2 separate regions of the Zea mays genome follow, and region 2 is linked to region 1. The links are chromatin contacts, called in public Hi-C maps. All regions are on one chromosome and are shown on one strand. The core of a region is the stretch at or near the end of the contact, and the rest is flanking DNA. Distances in the headings are between cores, read along the strand shown.

Region 1 (6,068 bases), core at 955-3,454:
GAATGCAGTCCTTTGTATAGTTGCGGAAGGAAGATGACTTGCCGCATTTAGTGGAGGTTTAGTTTCTAGGGACTAATATTTAGTCCCTATATTTTATTCCATTTTAGTTTAAAAATTGACAAATATAGAAACTAAAACTTTATTTTAGTTTCTATATTTAATAATTTATAGACTAAAAAGGAATAAAATGAAGGGACTAAACATTAGTTCCTAGAAACCAAACACCCCTTAATTCGTAAGGGTGTATAATGAGTGAATTGAACTATGGGGATGTTTGGTTTCTAAGAACTAATGTTTAGTTCCTTCATTTTATTCCTTTTTAGTTTATAAATTGCTAAATATAAAAATTAAAATAAAGTTTTTGTTTCTATATTTGCTAATTTTGAAACTAAAATGGAATAAAATGTAGGGACTAAACATTAGTCCCTAAAAATCAAACACCCACTATGTCTTCGAGTATATCTAAAGCGTTAAATATAAAAAAACTCAACGCATGTATCTTAGGTTATGTATAGTAGTGTTTAATGTAAAGGCTATTAATGTGTGACATTTGCAAAAAAAATTGTAGAGCCATATCTCCGTGGCTAGTAACCCAAGTAGCGACAAACGTCTCACTTCTTGTCTGTTATATCGACACAATATTATATAAAAACATTTACTTCTAGATTTATTAATATATTATATTTATAGATACTTAATTTTTTTAATAGAATCTCTTCTTTGTCTATTGTGCTTTGAGAACCGTTTTTGTGTCTCTCCGCTATATATGTACTTAACGAAGACACTGTGTTTAACTCTGTTCTCAAGATAGGGAACTAACTAATTAGTTAATTAAATTAATTGAATGCTCGCAACACATGTTTTAACCACGTCTACTTTATTATATTTATATTTTAGCCATGTCTTATAATTACAGCCCTAAGTTAAACGGCACTGGTATAATGCATTGGAGAATGGGAGGACTCGAAACAATCTGGCGGTAAAAAAGAGGAAATTACTGATTACCTCATCAACAGGCAACACTAATATGAATGGCCTGGATGGAAATGGAGGAGCATCGGTTAATGCCGAATTCTCCAGCCAACTTTTTTCTAAGCACAGACGCGCACCACACTGCGAGGAGAGTCCTAGAACCAGAAGGGGGTAAAAAAATAAGACACCCGGCTGTAGTTCTTCCATCGAGCAGCTACTGCTAGTACGGCTACTACACTAGCAAGCCGTAAAAAAAGAGGAAAAATAAAAAGGAGAGCCCCATCCTGCCGCCCCCTAGTAGTAGGGCTAAAACCGCGGAAGCGCAGACGGTCTCCAGCGGCGGCGGAGAGCACGAAGTAGGGACGGACGGCGCCTAGGCGTAGGCGTAGCGTCCGGCGGCGGGCGCGGGGTCGCGGGAGAGGCGGAGCAGGAGGCGGCGGAAGTCGGCGACGGGGCAGGGGATGCGGAGCGCGCCGGGGTGCGCGTAGCCGTACTCCTGCGCGGCGCGGCGGAGGAGCGCGGCGAAGGGCGGCTCGCCCAGCAGCTCGGCGCGCACGGCGAAGCGCTCCACGGGGCCGCCCTCCTCGCCCACGCACACGGGCACGTGGCCCTCCGGCACGGACCCCGCCTTCTTCCTCCTGCGCCTCCTGCTCCCGTCGTCCTTGCTGCTGGGCCGCGCCGCCGCACCGCCGTCCTCGCTGGACGCCGCCGCCGCCACCACCGTGCGGGACAGCCGCCGCAGGAGCCGCTTCATGGCTGGATGGGATGGGTGGGTCGGTGGTGGTGGTGGCGGTGGAGCTGGAGCGGAGTAGCGGGAGCGTGGAGGAGAGCCGGATGTCGGAGAAGGCGGTTTCCTGGCTGCGGTCTGCGCAGGCGCTCGGGGGCTCGAGGTGGCGTTTGGCTGCTCTGCGTCTGCGGTGCGGGAAGGGAGTGGGACTGGGAGGTCCGCGCTTTATAGAAAGGAGCAGGAGAGAAGAGAAAGAGGCAGCCGGAGCCGGGAGCCTGGAGGCCGGAGGGGAGGCGTCGCGTCGTAGTACAAGTTTTGTACCCGCCCGGCTACAGATGCGGGGGACAGAAAGCCGGTGGGCCGGGCCCGAGTTGCCGGCCTGACCATGGCCGCCGGCCCTTTTAAGGAGCCACCCACCGGTGGGGGTGGACAGGAGTGGACTGCTGCTGCTGCCGGGTGCCGGCCTTGCCAGCGCCACCACCACCACCCAGCAGCCAGCTTCCGGCGGTGCGTGGGCCCAGCCACAGGGACCGACCGGATGGGACGGACGACGGGGGGCGGGTCCCACCGGTGCCGTGCTGCGTCCGTGGTCCGGGCCCGTACGGCCGCGCCTGGAACTGGGGCTGTGGCGGCGACCGTGACACGCGAGGCTGCACGCTGAGCATAGACAAAAATCTACGGGAGGGCCCACACGGGAACGGTGGAATACGGACGTGCATGGCGCGCGCGATGGCCGCCTCTTGTCTCGTCTGCTGCGAAACTTCTAGTTCCCCGGTCCCACTGGCAGAAACGTCAAGTGTCACCAGCGACCAAGCGCTTCCATTTTTTCCCCCTACTACTACGTTTCTCCCGGCCGTACGCTGCGATATTTCCTCTACGTTGATGTACGCGTGTCTGTCTCTACGCGCGGCTTACCGCAGTGCTGGAAGTAGACTAGTAGTATGTATACTTGTTTCTACGTACGTATACTCGTAACGCGTACAGTACGTCTCGACGCATCATGGTCGATGGTTCATGCATCCACGGGCACCGTCATTGCGCCTCCGGTGAATTCAACCAGTATTTATGTACGCGATATATAAGTTTATTAACTTTACTATCGGTCTTTTATCTCTACCGTAATGCTATAGCATTCAACTTTAATTTTAGCCACACAAATACTCACCTTAGTTTTTTTTGTTGAGTTCCAAATTCCAATGAAATTACATGACTCATAAAACAATTAAATATCACGTAACTTAAATATATAGATAAAAATTACATAGCCCATAAATATAACTGACACAATACTACTCTTCACCCTTATCTTCCTCTTCCATAGTCGTTTCATCAACTTTTTAAAGCCAATTTATGAGTTCTTTTTATGTATTCGTTTGTATCTGCGGTGGAGCGATCCGGTAATATATTAAATTGCTCACATATTTAAGTTCAGAAATTCTCTCCTGGCCCTTGTATAGCTTCTTTAGCATTTCTTTTTGTGCGTAGATGGAGACTCGGTGCTACGTACTCAAGAAGGACCAAATGAGAAAAAATACAAGGTGCTAAAAAGGCAACCACACCTTATCTCTTAAACAAAGTATCATAAAATATCAACTATTGACGTTGACATAAAATATCAACTAGACGTTGTGCGCTCTCATGGAATCGCCGCCGCCGCACGCGTCTAGGTAGGCGACTGTCGCTCGTGCATGGTGGTGGGAGCGTCAAAAATTAAACCCCTAACGGCTTGGGGCTCTTTTTATATACGTTAAAATGGTAGTGAATTCGGTTAGAATTTGTTTGAGATGGCTCAACCTAGATATATAGGTGTGGCTACTCTATGGGGAATTAAGGGTCTGTTTAGAAGTGGAGTTTTTTCATGGTTTTTGAGAAATACCATAGAATCTGCTAACACTACAGTATTCTAGACCAAAAGTTGTTTAGGATATCACTAGAATTCAGAGTTTTCAATACCATGGTTTAGCCTAAATCGTGGTATTTTTGGAGTATTCGATACACAGGTCTAGACCTAAGGGCCTGTTTGGGAATGCAGTTTTGAAATACTGTAGTTTTGAGATGCCATAGTTACAATTGTACATGACATAAATACTACGGTATTGCTTTATCACAGTAAAACTACAGTATTGCTCAAAACCGAGATCTGTTTGGTTCTATTGGTAAAACAAAGTATATGTAGAGAGAAGAGAAGAAAACTGAGGTCTGGAGTGGAGTTTCGAAAACTCTAAAAATACCACAGTTTTGGGTAAACCATGGTATTTAAAACTGAGTTTTGACTGTACAAACCAAACACCTTTTGAGCTCCAATACTATAGTATCATCAAATACCATAGTATTGTTTCAAAATTGCAAAAATACTATGTTGGGGACTTGTTCTCAAATGCTATGAGTTAAGAACAAGGCAACACAGAAAATGTTAATCGATAAATTCCTTCGTCCTTCGAAGCATTATTTCCCTTAGGATATAATGATTTTTGGACGAAGGTTATGAAGGGCGTACCTTCATAAATGTAGCATACGATGACGAAGAAAGAATTATGAGGAATATAAACGATAACATAGACAACTATATGTTATTGTTAACTTATTTTAGCATTTATTATTACGAGGAAACAGGAATGATATCGAATTACAAATGTACCTTCAGCTTGAAAGATGAAAAGTACAGGTGTGACGCAAAAGCAGATGCCAAATCCGCGTGACCAGTACGGGGGTACTGTTCACCTATTTATAGGCACGGGACACAGCTCATATAAAATTACATTCATGCCCTTTACATTTGGTAGTAATTCTACAGTAATCTACCGAGGTCTGAATAGCCTTTTCATCTTTAAGTCGGTTTCTTTTTCTGCTATTACGCCGAAGCTTTCCTGCTCACAGCTTCGGTGCTGTGTAGACCTTCGTATTCCTTGGGCTTCTCCCACTGTGGTACCGATTCGAGTCCGAAGATACCTGTTCACACATTATACTCCAAAACACTGTTAAATCTTGTTTTTGAGGACCTTCGGAAGCCGAAGGCCCCCAACAGTAGCCCCTCGCAATATTAATTTGTTAGAATAATAAATTTAAATTGCGACACGGATGAAGGCCTTAAGCCGAAGGTCCGAAAAAACACCTTCCCTTTGCTAGAATAGCAACATTCACTGACAAGTGGGGTCTTTCAATCTTTAACGCATTGGGCGTATAAATAAGATCATACCGCAAGCTCATTTGGCACGCTCTCTTGCCATCTGCTCTCGCTCACTCAATTTTTAGCTCTTGCGCACCAAGATTTGCTTAGCTTCTAAGTTTTAAAGCTTCGGCATTGAAAACAGTTTTTAGTGTTTCCGAAGATGTCTGAAGATAAGAAGGCTGCTGCCGAGATGAAGCTAAGTCTCTCTGAGGAGAAGAATCTGGGGTTTCTTATAGCAATGTCGAAGACCAATACAGAAAAAATCACCAAGGAGATTTTAGAAGGTTTGTCTGAAGATACTGATGACAGCGACAGTTATGATGTGGATAGTGGTGGTGAAGACTCCGAAGATCGCCCTTGGCGACCAAGCCATGCGGTTTTCGGCAAATCAAGCATCAAAGAAAATCATCTTGCCAATATGAGAGGAAGGTATTTCCGGGACTTGTCCGTTGTGAGGGCCGACGAAGGAGAAAAGACTTGTCCGAACCCTGAAGAAAATGAAGTCGTAGTGTACCGAAGCTTTTTGAAAGCTGGACTACGATTTCCCCTGAGCAACTTTGTCGTAGAGGTGCTGAAAATATTCGAAGTCTATCTTCACCAACTTACCCCTGAAGCAATCATAAGGCTGAATATCTTCGTGTGGGCTGTGAGAAGCCAAGGTCTGGAACCTGATACGAAAAGTTTCTGCAATATACACGAATTATCAAACGAAACAAAACCTTGGGGTAAGGAACAGTATCACAATAATTTTGGCTGCTACAGTTTCATTTCTCGGTCTGGGTCAAGCTGTCCCGTGCCAACCTTTCGAAAGAGATGGCCCGGAGACTGGATGACAGAATGGTTTTATGTGAAGAATGACCTGAAAATACGGGAAGACATCAAAGGTGTAATTATGCGCCCTATTTGGCAAAGCTTTGGCCTGCGGAGGCCGAAGGTTGAAATGAATGAAGCTGTCGAAGAATGCCAGAGAGCCTTCGGTGTTATTTGTTCTTTTATTGGAACGAGAGATTTGGTACAAGAGCATATTTCCTTCAGAATATGGCCGCTTGCGGAGAAATGGGAAATGCCGCAAGAAACCATAAAGGAGGCTGACGAAAGTGGACTTATCAGGCTAAAGTATACTTTCAAATTCGGAGATAAATTCGTTGAGCCAGATGATGACTGGCTTAAGAGCATTGAAAATTTAAGTGATGAACTGCT
Region 2 (6,068 bases), core at 1,551-4,050, 130 kb before region 1:
CGGCAAGGACTGGCCCTAGCAGGGGCGCCGGCGGCGGGTGGGGGTCGAAGCCGTGCACCGGGACCACCGACCGGGCCGCACGCTGGGGCCTGCGCACCGGGGATGGCCGGCCAGCCTGCGCCCGTGCTGCTGGGACGCTGCGACCACACCGTCGGGGAGGGGCGCGGATCCGAGCCGAGTGAGCAGCAGGGGCGACGGCGCAGCGGGAGGCGTGCCAGGAAGGGGTTCGGCGCGGGCGTCCCTGGCAGCAGGGGCAGCGGCGCAGCGGGAGGCGCGCCGGGGAGGGGGTTTGGCGCGGGCGTCCCTGGCAGCTGGACCGGCGCCGCAGTGGGGGGCGCGCCCAGAGAGGGCACGACGGTGGCCGATCGAGGGAGTCCGCAGCTTCGTCCCATGGGCGCCAGTCCACGAGCGAGCGTCGCGTCGTCTCCCCCATCCGGCGTCGAGCAGTAGCAGCCGGCCGCCGGAGAAGGGAGAGAAGCGAGCCGGCTGGTCGGGGCGCGCTTGGGCCCGCGCTCGCCGGCAAGGGGAGGAGGAAGGCGCCGGTCGGGGAAGGGATGGAGGCGGCCGGAGGGAGCCCGAGCTCGCCGGCTCGGGGGTGGCGGCGGCCAGAGGTCGGCTGGGGAAGGAGTGGGGGTGCGGACGGTTGGGAGGAGGGAGGCCGCCCCCGGGAGGGAAGGTTGAGCCTCCCGGGGGCAACGATGGTAGGCGACGGCTGTAGGGTGGGAGCAGCCGGCGGCTGCCCTGCTGTGGGAGAGGAAAACCTAAACCTAGGCTGATACCATGTAGAAGTGTAAAGTGGATATATTGATAGGAGATGGGTACACATATTTATAGGGACTCAAACCTAACCCTAACCCTAATGGGCCGGCAGCCCAACAGTGGTGCCGGCCCACACACACTCACACACACACACAGTCTAACAGTCTGGGCTGGAAACGAGCCGAGCTCGGCTCGGCTCGGCTCGGCGCGGCTCGATGCCTGAACGAGCTCGGCTCGTCCATTCCACGAGCTGGCGGAAGAGGCTCGGCTCGGCTCGACCTTGGCTCGCGAGCCATATTTTAGTACTTATTGTTGCATTATTTGGTAAATTAACATTATATAAATTTGAAATATAGAATCATCATTCTACATTATGAGTAAATTAAACTATAACTTGTAATATATTCATCATCAAAGACTAAAAAATGAGCTATTATCCATAAAATTATCTAATTATTATTATTATTCCATAAATTGATCATTTTCGCAAGGCTCGCGAGCCGGCTCGCGAGCTGGAACGAGCCGGCTCGGCTCGCTGCAAAAACGAGCTCGAAGAAGGGGCTCGGCTCGTTCGAGGCTCGCGAGCCTCGAGCTAATTTTCCAGCCCTCTCTGAATGCATGTTTGTAGTTCTACTTAAATTTGGTTGTAACTACAGAATTAAATAATTACTCATCACGCCCTTTTTTTTGAAAGGGAATACTCATCACGTCCTTGATAGAGCACATCACTCATCCAAAGCTTGTCACACAATTGCCTTGCGAGCCATCAAACACTACGTATCATTGAAGAGGTCTCATGCAGAGTTACTCAAAAGGTAACAGAAATTTATCAGAAAAGCATGGAAGCATGACCGGAGCATCTTTGAATGTGCTGCATATGCTCAAAGATCATACGAAGGTAGGTAGCTCACCTTGTTGTCACGAACAAAACAGCCTGGAGAACATGTAAGCGTGGCAGCCCTGCACGGCATCGAGCAGCGGGGCAGTCTGTGACGCCTCAGAGACATCACGGTCCCTCCATTTCCGCACCATCCTCTCGGCATCCGGCGCAAGCTGGTGCTGCAGCACCGAAGCAGCCAGCGGGCCGATCAGATTGAGCCTCGTCGCGGCAGAGAGCACGTCCCTCATCGTCACGAACATGTACGCCCGCTGCGCCGTCTCGCCGTCGAATCCAACCAAGCCGCACACCAGCCCAAACACAGGCGCGTGGTGGAACGACACGCTCTTGGAGCCCAGCAACGTCCGCCGGAGCTCCTGCAGCGCCGGAACCTCGGCGAAGACGGACGCGGCCACCCGCAGCAGAGCCGAGCCCTGAGCCGCGGACGCCTTCCTGGCGACCTCGTTCGTCAACGTGGCGTCCAGCAACCGGTCCAGCTTGGCCCACGCCGCTGCGTCGCCGGGGGACTTGCCTGCGCATGCGCAGTGCACGAACGGCAGCAGCAGGCTGCCGGCGCTGTCGAGGACCTGGACGACGAACGACCTCAGGTCCTCCTGGTCGTTCACCACGCGGGACTGCATGGCGGCCTCGAGGCCGTACGAGTGCGCGAAGCCGCCGGTCGGGAGGATGGAGTCCAGGATCTGCCACTGGGTCCAGTGCAAGCTCTGGTTCACGCCCCCCGCTGCATTGGAACTGGAAGGCGCCTGCGCCTCCTCCATTTCGCAGTCCGCTGAGTGCACCAGCCGTGATTTCTTCGGGGCTGGGCTGCCGGGCTCCATTGCAAATCGACAGAGCGGATGGGAGATCTTCGGTACTGAAAAAGGGCGAAATAATTGTCAGCTACGCATTCCATCGAACACCCTAGGGTCGTGAGAACCTTTGGAACCATCTGCGAAATAATTGGTGAGTACATGAGTTGCTTACTTGCCTGGACGCCGAAATGTTTACTCCAAGACGCCGAAGGTCGGCAGGGAGCGGTTGCTAGGTCTAGCTCGTCTTGCAACTTGCAGGTCTCCGGGGAACCAATAAAGCTGCTGCGTCGATCCACCGGGTAGGCAGTCCCCCCGAGGTGGAAGATAGGGGTTGACCTTCGACGCCTCACCGCGAGCGCCAGCGGATCACGCTGCAGCGGTTCCCTCTAAATTATATCCCCTATATCCCACTAGCGCGCCACATCAGCACTCTCTCCCCCTCTATATTCTCACTCTCTGCAGCGGTTTCCTCTGAGGCTATCCGCACTCATACTACTCTATTTCTCTAACCTAAAATAAATATTCTATCCTGGTCAGCGAGGTTTTCTACTCTATCCAACAATTCTCCGCGGTCACAATTACTCTATATATCTACCCTATACCAACTACCATATATTATATTATATTTTTTCTCCACTTTTCTATACCGTCAGCATGCATGTGGGCCCGCCTCCACCACCTCCGCGTGCATGCATGTGCATGCAGCCGTGCACAACATGCGTCTACCATCCAATACGCGCACGAGAAAGTTTCGAGTAGGACTCTGTAAATAGCGTTCCTCCGGTCCGCTCTAAATTTACAGTCGCCTTTAGAGTCCTTCACTGCAACATTCTTTTACTTTATATCTAACGCTATCCTCATAGCGTATTCCTCACAGCTTCCCACTGCAGGTAGCCTAAAACATCCCCTAAACCCCACCATACCAATAAAATATATATTTCCCTTCAACTACCTCAACCACCATCCTTTATTTTTAAATTTCCATATTTTGTCTTATTTTGCACCGTATCATAGTTGTAGGTGATTACCAATTACTAAGTAATTCATAATATGTAAAATAATTATCCAAACAAACTACAATAATTCGTACCTGAAATTTGTTAATAAAAAATATTTTCATTGAATAGTAACGGTTCTAGCGATTTGCACCCAAAAACGTACTTGGAGTCGTACGAAATCAACTAAGAACTAGCGTATTTGTAACTCAACAGTTGCAGCTCCAAGGAACCCCAACGGCCAACAGCAGATCCCGAAGCGGCTGAATGGATCCTCTTCCGACGAGGCTCTAGCCGTTGCCGAGTTATCAGGCAGAAGGCAGCAGTCCCGGCGGCGAGCCCGACACCGTAGGCCAGCCACTCCCCGGCGAGGCAGCAGAGAGAGGCTGCATCTCCCACGCCCGCATTCGAGGGGGATCGGCTCCACAAGACCCATCGATGCGCCACCGTCGTCGACAGCAAGGAAGCCGCCTCCGGTCCTTCCGATGCGCGCGCGAAAGGGAGAGAGAAAGTCGTGGGGGGTGAACAGCGCTCCTCTCCATCTGGCGTGAGAGAGAAGAGAAGCGCTACGAAGGAGACGCCGTAGAGGGCAGCGATGCAGGTCGAAGAAGAGGAATGTAGCCGCTAAAAGATGAACAGTACTAGAGAAGAGGTGCTCAAGGGTGATGCGTAATGCGTTGCAGATAGTCAGAGACAGAGAGAAAGGAAAGAAGCGGGCAGACATCCCCGCCCCGGCGGTCCAACTGAAAGATGACATGTTGTGGGCCTCCAACTCCGAAAAGGGCCATAACTAACACCCAACCCAGCCTATGTGGGCTCAATGGACATATGTCTCGTCTCGTCACCTTCCAAAGGCTCCCGAGATTTTGAGCACATGATATATATATGTAAATGTGAAATTTTGAAAGATTAACTTTTTTATATATAAAAAACGGCCGTAGCAGTGAATCTCCGCCGGCACGGTTCAGCAACACTTTCGTCGAGTACCCATGCCATGCCCAGCTCCACCCGTCAAGTTTTGCATGCCCACACCACGGCACACTCGTCGTCGTGTGTTCGCAGGTCTACAACAAGACTAGTACAACCGCCTTCGTTCCTTCTGGAGCCATGCACATCCCCGGACGCCGGAGGCCTTGTCTCCGCTGTCCGCTCGCAGCGGCGAATATCCTTTCCATCTCCGGCGGCAGCAGAGCACTGGCCCGCTATCTAGCTGCTCCCCTTGGCCGCCCGCGGCCGATTCTGCCACGCCCATCCCATGTGCTGCCCCCTCCGAAATGGGACGAGCTCGATCTAGGGGTTCCCTAGTTAGTAGTCACTCACTACTCACAGAGAGACTCTGGTGAAACACATCATGTGCCTAGTTGTGAATGCATTGCAGCGCTTGCACCGCAGCGGCAGCACCCGGCGCGCCATTGCCGGCAAGCTAGCACAGGTTTTCCCACCCAGTGCCCTTGCTTGCCTTCACTTCTCGTCAGTCAACAGCGCAGAGGGCAGATATATAGATAGGCAGCATGCAGGCGGTGGCAAAGGAGACGACGACGACGACACGCATCGGAGTAGTGTGGAACCAAGGAGAAATTAAAACACCGTCGTACCGTACGTCCGTCCACGCGCTCACGACGACGATGTGAACGACAACGGAAGACGTCAAGACGACGAGACCACCGTTCGTTGCGATCCCTCTTGCATTGGTCGTCCAGTCCATGTACCTACCCTACCTACCTGCTACACGAGAACAGTTGGGGGGGCGTTGTTGACGTTCAACATCGATCTAGTTGTAGGAATGCACACACACATGGGGCTGCTGGCTCGTTACAATACAACACACATCAATCCTCCATCCAGCCTTGCCTCGTATATATTCTATTTTATTCCAGTCTCCTGAAAATCTTTGCTGCAGTGTGCCACGTTTCCTCGACGATGCAGGTAGATATTCGGCTTCTTCACTGCGGCTTGCTACGATTTTAATCCGACTAGGACTGTGACATCTCTATATATTACAGCTTACAGCAGTCAAACAGCTACAGCAGCTCAGGACATCCATTCGTTTTAGTAGTTACCAGTTATAGCAGAGGAAAATCAGCTGGTAGCTTTTTTTTTTATTAACAGGACTATTAGCTAGAGTCCCGTTTAAATTGTTTGATTAATGGATGTAAGCAGGTTCCTTAAATCGTTTTAGTTCTAACATGATTTGGAGGGAATGATGTCAACAATCAACTTTTTTTCAAGACTTCAAATAGGTACACTGTTTTAAATGAAGGAAGGAGCAATCAATATGCTAACTCATGTATTTGGTATTTTCGAAGTGTATATCACTATCTTTGTCCTAAAGATATTATCTCGGAGGGGGAGGAGTAATACTTCAAGGACGAAGATTCTTACTGCTTAACACTGCGTTGCATTGTCTTTGATTCTATACAACAATCAAAAACAAGTGACCAACAAATTCTATCTGACTAATCCAAGCTTGTACATAAATTTCAATGTCACCGATCACATCACCGAGAGCAAGAAATACTCGCTACCACCAAGATGATAAAATCCATACCACTAGTGGATTAGGTATACTGGTCATACTCCAAGTTGTAGTTACTAAAAGATGTACTATATGTTTCCAAGTCCAAT

What was found. A called contact is a pair of places that touch in the nucleus more often than the background predicts.
Region 2: a Hi-C map of leaf shows a contact between it and region 1, with 7 times the contacts expected there. The contact joins the promoter of LOC100280793 here to the promoter of LOC103626666 in region 1. A contact is called at or near these places in 4 of 25 Hi-C or Micro-C datasets (ear, leaf and tassel).

What each region holds. Positions count from the first base shown.
Region 1 is chr5:85,711,422-85,717,489 of Zm-B73-REFERENCE-NAM-5.0, reverse strand. It overlaps LOC103626666 (Auxin-responsive protein SAUR71), which reads right to left and starts at 2,204. Exons shown (of 1, transcript XM_008647058.4): 1 at 975-2,204. The coding sequence starts at 1,726. The coding sequence ends at 1,346.
Region 2 is chr5:85,846,691-85,852,758 of Zm-B73-REFERENCE-NAM-5.0, reverse strand. LOC100280793 (urease accessory protein F) reads right to left here and starts at 2,800. Exons shown (of 3, transcript NM_001352439.1): 1 at 2,625-2,800; 2 at 1,671-2,510. The coding sequence starts at 2,475. The coding sequence ends at 1,678.